Regions from separate parts of the Danio rerio genome. Here region 1 is linked to region 2. The links are chromatin contacts, called in public Hi-C maps. All regions are on one chromosome and are shown on one strand. The core of a region is the stretch at or near the end of the contact, and the rest is flanking DNA. Distances in the headings are between cores, read along the strand shown.

The links. Hi-C and Micro-C count contacts between places; a contact is called where the count stands out from the background.
Region 1: a Hi-C map of hematopoietic stem cells shows a contact between it and region 2, with 2.9 times the contacts expected there. The contact joins the promoter of stom here to the promoter of gfi1b in region 2. A contact is called at or near these places in 1 of 18 Hi-C or Micro-C datasets (hematopoietic stem cells) and 1 of 4 datasets of contacts at active chromatin or transcription factors (embryo).

Annotation. Positions count from the first base shown.
Region 1 is chr21:18,944,227-18,949,737 of GRCz12tu, forward strand. stom (stomatin) reads left to right here and starts at 1,577. Exons shown (of 9, transcript NM_131758.2): 1 at 1,577-1,754; 2 at 5,268-5,377. The coding sequence starts at 1,694.
Region 2 is chr21:18,681,092-18,686,374 of GRCz12tu, forward strand. It overlaps gfi1b (growth factor independent 1B transcription repressor), which reads right to left and starts at 2,061. Exons shown (of 6, transcript NM_001271841.1): 1 at 1,923-2,061. The coding sequence starts at 2,028. It overlaps trnam-cau (transfer RNA methionine (anticodon CAU)), which reads left to right and starts at 3,721; the gene lies at 3,721-3,792.

The DNA.
Region 1 (5,511 bases), core at 327-2,826, 260 kb after region 2:
TAGTTTTCGTACATTATTTATCACGGGTGGCCAAACTTTTTCGTATAAAGGGTCAAAAACCAATTATCATTAGGAGCGGTGGCCCGGATATACCAAATTATATTACATTAAATTTGCCATGGGTAATTGCCTAAATTAATTCTTAATATTTAAAAAATAAATGAATAAAATGATTACTTTAATGCGGTATAATTTTTTATTATAACTTATTGCAATAAAACATAACAGTGTACAGTGGAGTTCAATGCTGAATACACAATTGCCAAGCAGAATCAGCCTTTGCCTTCTCACCAAAGTCTCTGCATTGTCCTCCATTCATCTGGTTACAGTGTGTACATTTTGAACTAAAACTGATTCATTTACAATATTTATTTGAAACATTTAATTTCAGTTAATGTTAAAATAAACAAAAGGTTACATTAGATTTAAATGACTATCTCTAAATCATATCGTTTTCCCTTGTCAGATGGTGGGCCAAATCAAAGGTATGGGCCAACTTTGGCCCACGGGCCCTAGTTTGGACATCTCTGGTATAATCAAAAAGTAAGAATAAACAACAACAACAACAACAGAAGTATGCATGTTGCCTCAAGCCATCTGCAATGGCAATACCTTATAGGCTACTGTTTATTGATATTTTATATAGTGTTCTTGTTTAAGCAGGAAAAACACCACAAACAGGTTTTCTTCACTGTGTTTATTTAAAAACAAAATCTTTTTTTAATTTAAAAAGTTAAAGACTGACAAACTTTAAAAAGTCATCTTTTTTTGGATCTTCTGAGGAATATTGGAAATTAGTAGGCTAGTCAATAGTGCTGTTCACACAGGCGAGGACGTTACGGAATTTTTCCAGAAAAGACCGTTCACACATCCATTCCAAAATACCGGTAAATTCTGACATCATTCACCACAAATTAGCCTTAAACGGCTGCGCTTTTATTTGTAAACATTTGACTACATTACAAACTCTGTGGATGATCAGTATTGTGAACAACTTCGATGAAAACATATAAAAACATATACGGTAATTTCCCGGAAATCCTGTATGTGTGAAAGGGACTTCCATAATAGGAAAATACTACTTTGAGAGTCTGGTTTCCAACATTCTACAAAATATCTTCTTTTGTGTTCAACAGAAAGTGAAAATTGATAAGTTTGTAACAAGTTTTTTTTTTTTTTTGACTTCAATAACAAACATACACATTCCAATCTTACACAAAAAGGACAATGGTAGTAATAGTGATAATAACTTAACAGATCAGGTTAAATAATATTATAAACACATAAAACTGTAAAAAAAAAAAAAAACTGAAACAAAATAGAGAAAGTAAAGGGTGAATAAATAACGCCATTTTCATTTTTGGACTATCCCTTTAAGTAAGAAACATGCACCATCGATTAAGAACACGGTCTTTAACTTAAAACGTTATTTTTATATGAACTCCCCCGTGGGTAAAATGATCTGGAATTTCTGTGGTAAATACTTCCGTTTCTAGGTTACCTCTATGAGACTACAATAATGCCCGCCCACTCCAGCCCAACCTCTTCCAGTGAGAGAGGGGGCTGTACTCCACGCAGAAACCCGATCATCTGTCCCGTGTAGAAAAAAACATCACAGAGAAGATCTTTTGCTTGGAAGTGCATTCAAGATCTGCTCCGTATCAGCCTGAATAACTCAAAGATTACACCGACCATGGAAGATGGCAGAGAAACAGCTGCGATGAGAGAGGAAGAACGGAGGAAGCGACAAATAGGTCTGCTACTAAATAACTATTGTTATTATTTAATGTCACGTGTTTGTACCGTTGTGTGCATTGGATATGCGCTACATTCATTTGACGTTAAAAGATTTACCCATGCTAGATATTTCTATATTACATGTATTTAAATAGATTTTAAATGCATTTATAAATATGTAAACATTAGAAGCGCGTTAATGGTGCATTTATTTTTTTTAAGGTCTTTTATTATTGGTAGTGCACCATGGGTGTGTCTTCATATGCTCTTGTGCCAATCTGAGCAACAACAGGTCCTCATAATATCCTGACAACGTTTAAAAGAGTCTTCTAGCATTGTGGTATGGAACAAGGACTTCATTCTTAATCATAACAATCATTTGGTGTTTTGTTTGTTTTTGCCAGACTCTGAATTGAGCTCGAGAAATAATAAAGGTATTATCATTTTAAAATATATTTAATATAATATAGAACAGTGTTGTTACATGTTTGGAGTTATGTAGTTTATTGTGGTGCAGTATTGTGTGTAGTAACCCATATGAAAAAATACTATAGTAATGTATAGTAATTTAGTAAATAGTGTTTAGTACTTAAATTAATCAGTTGTGGTGATTCTATAGTTGATATGGTAATACAACTATAGTAATATAAACAAATGACCCTGTACTGTAGTTTTTTTTCCATCTATAGGTTATAAAATAACATTAATTTCACCCCTTTTATTGTAGTAGAAACAAGTTAATACAATGGTATGATGTAGCATTCATTAATCCAATGTTGTAAATACTATAATACTATGCTCAGCATAAATGAGTATATCCAATTTTGAAAATGAATGTTTTTGTCCATTTTCAGTGAATATGGGTAATATATATTGGTGCACTTAAGCAAAACAGATTTATTAAACAGATATATTTATTAAAATATTATTTTAGTCACAGTACGTATTTAGAAATGGAAAGATAATACATTTAAATAATGCAAAATATTGCAAAAGAAATTATAAACTACAAAATTTCAACAAAATTGTATATCTTTTTTGTTGCTTTTGATTTTTCCTCTTTTAAAAATTTGTATTTAATATTTTTCTCTGACTTATAAATTTGGGTATACTAGTTTTTGGACAGTTATCGTAAGTTATTTTTGTTATATAAGCTCCAGATTTAACTTCAGCACTGTCTAACCTAATGAATATGCACAAATATAAGATTGTAAAGCATCCTATAGAAAATATTAATTTGAATGAGAGATTTGTGAGGGGTGTACTTATTTATGTTGAGCACTGTATATACTGTCTGATATACAGTTTATTTTTTATGGTTAAAAACTATAGTATTGTTTCATGTGCGAGTGTGGTATGGTTTTGTAAGGTAGGTGTGGTTTAGTAATAATAGTAAAAAAAAAAGGTAAATTCACATTATTTGTGCTGAACAAAATACTTTATGCAAAACATTTGCAGCAATTTTGAAGCAATCAAAATCTATCAATTAATTTACAGGTCAAAGATGAGACTTCTTAATTTAGTTTCTACATCATTTATAAATAACAAATGCATATTTAATCTATAAAATCACTCAATATAAATAAGTTGTTACAGAAAACATTTTTCTTATTTAGAACCATATAATAATTCCAATGTTGCAATATATTTAAAAAATAAATAACATAATTATTCTGCCCTGTACTTATTGAAATATAACAAACAATAGGGCGGGCCGATGAATTGAAAAGTAAGTAAAATAAACATTCATAATCGCTCAAATTTGTTCAGGTCAATTTTTTTCCGATTACTTTCCCTCCAATGTGTGGTCACGTGACCCTGCTCTATTGAAGCTGATTTATACTTCTGTGCCGAGCACACGCGTATGGTCCAGCGCAGCCTTCAAGCATTACATTTGCATTACATTGGTGTTGATTGGAAGCTGTGTCAGAGATATCTTGAGGCAGCATATTTTTCCATTTCAACAAAATTACTATTTACTTTAAAATATTTGTTTACAGAAGATTATTATTATTCAGATTAGATTATTATTTACAGGACATACAAGAGTTATTTTATTTAGAAGAGATACTGCTTAGTTTTTACTTTTAATATAAAAAAAAAACATAATTTAAGTTGTTTATTTTCAATTTTTTACAAAAAAAGTGATTGTTTTAGGCAATGCGTCTTTTAATTTCAGTTGTTCAATCCTGATGTTCAATAAATAATAGATAGTAGATAGTGTGCGTTTCCTTCAATTATTTTAATATAAAGTAATGCACCCTTCATTTAAAAATCTCTCACTTGTAATATCTGAGCACATTTACTGTATAAAACCTGTCAGTGAACGATGAATGCAAAAAATAAATAAATAAATAAAATAATCATTTAATTACCGTAATCGAGTTTAAATGTTCAATTAATCGAGATTTTGATTTTAGGTCAAATCGCCCAGCCCTATAAAATTTGTATATTTAAAGTTTTTGAAAATATACAGTATGGCTGACAAATTATGGCATAAAACAATGATTTTAAATTAAAATGTAGTATTTATTATTTAAAATCTGTAAAACAAGTTTTTTAAAAGTATAATATTTTATATTTAGACTATTGTTTTTAATTCTAAATATGTCTGTCATGATTATTTTGTATATAAACAATTGTTGTGCTAAGTGACATTTTATAAATACTGTAAATCATATTTAAAAGAAACATTCATGACATGGTCAGGCAAAATAAATAAATAAATAAATAAATAAGTAAATAAATTCAACAAGACAATTTAATATATCAAATAAATGTAAGCAGTATTGTGTATAGTTGTGCTGTCTTTTGAAAGCGATTTGATTTACAATGAACCCTGTCAAAAAGCATTTAGTTCAGGAGTTTCTTCAGATCATGTGGCCTGTGGTCAAAGATCTCGGCTGTAATGCAATAGCTGTGAGGCAAGTACAAGGAAGAAATGATTTAATCATTCAACAATTACTGTGATCATTGTCCTGCTCAATGATCATATCCTAGCATTCAGTCTTACTTTCCTTCGACTGTCCCAGCAGTAATGTAATTTGTTCTTGATGTATTTGCGTCTGCCAATGGTCATGTCTTATCCCTGATTAGAGAAGAAGGGCTTGTAGCCTAATAGTCTTATAGGCCACACACACAGTAGCTTACAGTTACGTTTCTCTATAGATCAATGGTGTCACACAGTTGATGATTCTCAAGGTAGGTGACATTTATAAGCAAATTAATGGCAGTTTTGTTTGTTAAATTTGTTTAAAATCTAAGAAAGCATTCATTTGCATTCACTTGCGTGGCTTGATTTAATCAATGTGATTATGACGATTTCTTGTTTATCTTTTCAATACTGATAATGCACTTTAATGCATGCAATTCAGTTTGATGCTACAATATTCTGATTTTGCATCTTTGAACTTATGTAACTTTCAGTTTTTTGAGGGTAACATGCATTTGTTGTCTTTTTTTATATCTTTATTTTTATTCTGTGGCGGTATAATGTGTGTATTTATATACATATTTGTTTTGCTTTTCAGCCTTGGAGAACACAGACAGCGACATTGGTTTGTGTGGATGGATCTTGGTGATTTTTTCCATCCTGCTCACGTTGCTGACCCTTCCTCTATCTATATGGATGTGCATTAAGGTACTTAGGGGTGGTCCTAATTAGTGTGATGTCATACAGATTAAGATCAAGTCCTGTTTAACCTGGGGATGTACACCAGAACTCCAGAAGAATTTCTTTCTTACTTTAAACCAGTGGTCACCAAACTTGTTCCT
Region 2 (5,283 bases), core at 811-3,310:
CATGAATATGGATTTTGGTAATGAATTAATGAATGTTGAACTCTGATTAAATAATGCAAAAGTTTTGTTCGATCTTAGCTGATGTTATTAAGTAAATGAACTAATGAAACATTATTGTAAAGTGTGGCCCCTTATGCTTATACAATTTTCTTTTCCCAAATGACCACCAATAGCAGTTATGAACCTGCGAATAAACCGTTCTCTTGTTTGAATAGGCCTGTACTGTATAGTTTGCATATTGGTATCATCCACCCTAACTGCTCCACAGATTACAGACGTCCATGCAGAACAACCTATTGAGCTAAACCTTCACACACAGCACACACGCACACACACACACACACACACACGAGGCCCAGAAACACTGTCTAAAGTAAGCAGCTGTCAAGCTTTTGAGACGCAGCCCTAGAATCAAATAACAGTCAGCCTGAGGCTCAAGCACCGTTTGCAAACATCAATCTGACAGGTGCTCAGCACATCAAATCTTTCATTTCCCTCTAAGGACACTATTAGAGATTTTAGAATGAACGTAAAAAACAATTTGCAACAATTGTCTCGTGCAACATATGCCAAATGCTGAATTATATATTACTTTAGCTGCTTGTTCAAACCACTAATTTAAAATAAGTCGAAACAACACAATTCTCGTGTTAATTGTTTTATCTTCAATCCATTTAAATTTGTAAAAATGATAACTTAAATTTGTAAAAAATTATAACTTAACTGATTTGTGTTGGGAAACAATGAAAGAATTGTGTGGAACCCTGCATTTTTTTTTTACTGTGTATGCTACACTGTAAACCCCAACAGTTAACTTTATAAAATTAAATGAGTGTAGTTAACTCAAGATTTACTGAAAGTTAATTCTTCTCATTTGAAAAGAGTTTAGAACTCAGTGTTGAAGGTAATGAGTTAATTAAATACCTCATTACAGTACTCATTGATTTTTTAACTTAAATGGTTTGTAGCAACTGGTTTCCTCAAACAGTTTGGGTTGCCTTAACTTATTTGGTTTTACAGTGTATATAAACTTCTTAACAATCACTTTTTAAAAAATTAATTATTGGCTTGAGTTACTTGAAGAACATTCATTATTATATTTGTTTTTAGTGAGTAAAAAATATTTTAGATAATCAAAACAGTGATTGCACTAAGAAAAAAAATGTTTAATTTAATTTTAAATACATTAATACATTATTTCTGTTATTCTACTACACTGGAAAATAGCCTTCATTTAACCAATAAAAAAAATAGGGTAATGGTTTTACATCAAAATTTGATCACTAGAGCCAATGAAAAATAAATCATTTTCCACACATTAAAAAAAATCCTGTTTGCCTTATAATTTTAAGCTGAATTAAATTAATTTTATGAGTTCATTGAAATGTTAATCTGACTTAAAACAGCTTGTGTAACTAATAAAATTCAGTTAAAACATCATTAACTTAGTTTAATAAGTTACAATTACCTAAAAACATATACTGTCAGGACTAATTGATCGTATAATTTTTTAAAGTGCATGAAATTGCAAAGCATATTGAGTTTCTGTTTAATCTGTGTGAGTAACCTTAAAATCTTACATTGTTCAAAACAAATATTTCCTAGTTGAGCTCTTAATCAACACCATTTGAACTTAAAGTCTATTAGAAAAATAAAACTATTAATATTAAACTGAAAGATATGAAAATTAAAACGATACATTTTTAATCGGATGAAGTACTGCTTTTTTTTTGTATTTCTGCATCAAACCAAAAACGTTTTGCAGTGGCATTTGTGTGAAAAACATCATTTAGAACTTTTATCTGTAAAGTACAATTCAAACTAAATATAGAATATAATAATAAAACAACAATATAATAATACAGTGAAATAATAATAATAATTAAAAATCAACAACAGAGCATTTTAGTGTGAATACTCACTTGTTTTGGGTTCTGGTTCCGGGAGTTTTTGTGGAGCTTGTTCGGTGTCGTTTGGTCGATGCACATTATAAGACTTTTTACTTTTCACCAGAAACGACCGTGGCATGATTCCGTGATTCTGTTAAATGAGATTTGTTTACTGAGATGCTTTCGTTTGCTGTTGTTGTCATGATTGCCGCATAAACTTGAACATATTCGTGACTTCTCAAAACTTGAAATTGTCCAACAAATTATAAATGACAAATGCAATAGGCTACGATGATATTGATTCCTTTATATTAAAAAAAACAACTTGCTTTAAAGGGTTGATCTTTATATATGTCTAAAAAATTAAATAATAAAATTAAACACATAGTTAATGGGCTACAATAGCTATTAGGCGGTGATATAATTCTTTTTAACTTTCAGTCAAACTTTGCTCTGGTTTTAGACTTTTTTATAGCTAATTGTAGCCATAAAACAGTATATTTGTTAATAAAAATATATTATATCTACCTAATACTAATTCACTTAAGCTAGAAAAACTATTTCAAACTTCTAAATAAATAACTAATTGCGTGGAAAAAAATTACCTGAAATGATGCTGTGTTTAAAGTCCTTTGATTGTTTGAGTGGCTTCGAGCTGATGAAAAGTGCTAGGAAATCCGTTGTGATGTTTAGAAACTTAAGCACTGCATTGCTGTGAGTTGCTTGTGTTGAGTTTTTTAACTCCCCTCCCTGATTTTCAATCCGATAATTCTTGCGGTGGAATCTGACTGAGCTTTCGACCAATTACAGACGCAGAGCAGGTGCGACATTTGCCTACTAAACGCAAACTTAAACATCCTGGTATATAGGCGCTCTTTGACATTAGCCTATGTTTTAAGCAGCATATTAGTTTTTTTAATAAATAGCAATTAAAAAAATGTTACTGTATTTGGTCAAGCTATTTACATTAGTCGTAAATTATTATTATTTTTTACCTGCCTACATCTCAAAATCCTCCTATATGCGTTTAAAAATGTAATTAGTTAACAGAACAAATGCTTCAGATACTTAGCCAGACATTTATCTGCTGTCATTTTAACAATTCTTCATCATATTTTGTGGTCATCTGTTGACTTTTTAAGCCCTTTATTACAGCTAGCGGGCTTAAAACATAAAACCAATAAACCAGTAACACATTTGCTTGATCGTCCCTCAAAAACACACACCAAACCTGTAAAGTTGGTACCTCAGAATGTTTGCTTTCTAATATTTGCACAGTTGTGTTTTGGTTGCAGCCATCGGCGTTTTATATGATATCTTTGATTATTAAAAGCACAGCTAAGTTATCCGCTAAAACAAAGTGCTGGATAAACCTGAAATATGTGTTTATTGTCTGTAAATTCGTGTTTGTTTGCTTGGTGTTTTAAAAAAAAGTATTTACCTGATCGGTTTTATTTTATATTAGCTCACCTTCACCTTGTGTTACGCGCATTGAGAGATCGATTTAACGTAATGTGTGTACGTCCCCTTGTGGACCGATGGTGAACTGCAGCTATACAATATCCAATTCTTTATAATGGGTTCAGATGTCGTCTTTTATCCGTTTTCTTTTCTCTTCTACCTTTCTTTTGCCTTTTATGAAAATAATGAACATTTTGCTGACAACTCAAATATTAATAAGATCCTTCGATAATAATTAGGTCCATCGTTATTTTGAATGCTAGTTCGCACAATATGGCAAATTCGATGATCGCGAGGATTTAATATTATGTACAAGCTATAGCCTCATGAATTAAGAGTCTTTACACAACATGGTCAACATCATGTTATTAGCAGAGTGGCGCAGCGGAAGCGTGCTGGGCCCATAACCCAGAGGTCGATGGATCGAATCCATCCTCTGCTAAAAGCATTTTCTTAAAATTGCTTTTTATCACAAATATTACGGTTTGTAATGTGTTGTAAATAAATGCGGCAAATTGTAATCTCGAAGGTAATGTAGCCTACACTACTATAACAACCACCGTTACAACTGATTAAAATCTAAATAAAATGTGTACATTAACTATGTTGCTTAAAATAAACCTATAAAAATCTAATAAAATAAAATAATTATAAATGAATTATAAAAAACGTAATTTGATTTTTAAAAAGTTACACAAAACACATGTTTATTAATTTTATGTAACATTAAATAAAATAAATTATCTTTAAATAATATAAATCGTTAAATTAAATAAATAAATATTAACAAATTAAATAAAACTTAAAAACATATTTCAATAAGTTGCCAATGCAACATTTTTTATTAAATTGTTTAACATATGTTGGATTTATTTTAAACAAATATACACTAATTAGCATTTATTTAATACATTTTATTTTAGTTGTTTGTGCAAAATTCAACATTTTTGGTAGAAAATAACCTAATAATGTAATATAAATGAGTGGAACAGATATTTTTAAAATACCAACTAATAAAAATTGCACCAGAAAGGACATAAAATATACTAACAAGCTAAAACCATTTGCGGAGGAAAACATTTAATTAACTTAAATAGAAGGGTTGTGTGAAGCAAACAATAAACTTATATTTATTAGTTAAACCAAAGACTATATGGTTTAACATATTAACACTAATAGAAAAACGTATAAACCCACACAAACATATATATTTTTTAATACTAACTAGTAATAGCAATGACACAAAAGCACTCATTTTTATAATAATAAAAAAATAATAAATAAATCCAAATTAAAATGCTTAAATTACCAAAAACAGGGTAAAAAACTTATAATAATAAGATTGGGAACAAAAATTACACAAAGAAGCACAAAACAAAACTACAATTATGTAATAACATTATCTAAGCTGTAATAACATTTAAGAGATACTAATGTTCTGAGGGAAAGGGAAGAAATCTCTGAAATGTAGGGCTGTTTAAATAGAGCTCAATGCGCCTGACTAACCACTAGAGGACAATCTCCACTAAAAAAAAGTCTCATCCACATTCAAACAGTTTTTTTTTTTTTTTTTTTTAGAATTTAAATACCCCCCCTCTCTCTCTCTCTCTCTCAAAATATTGATAGTGTAGCACACTGAGGTGACCAATTTTTTTCTTGTGGCATGCAAAAAAAAAAAAAAGACTAACAAAGAACTAACTTAAAGAATTAACCTTGAAACTTAAGCAGTGGTTTGAGATAATTGAAGAAATTCATTTGATTAAAAAACTGACATTTATGTTGAGGATGAAAACTGATATTTTCTGGAAGGGTTGGATGTGTGGTTGCATACATGTAGCATGTTTTTTCTGTTAAATTATTGTTCTGTGTTGTAAAAAAAATAAACTAAAAAAAGAACAAACAAGATAAAGCAGATACTGTAAAGTTAGACTTT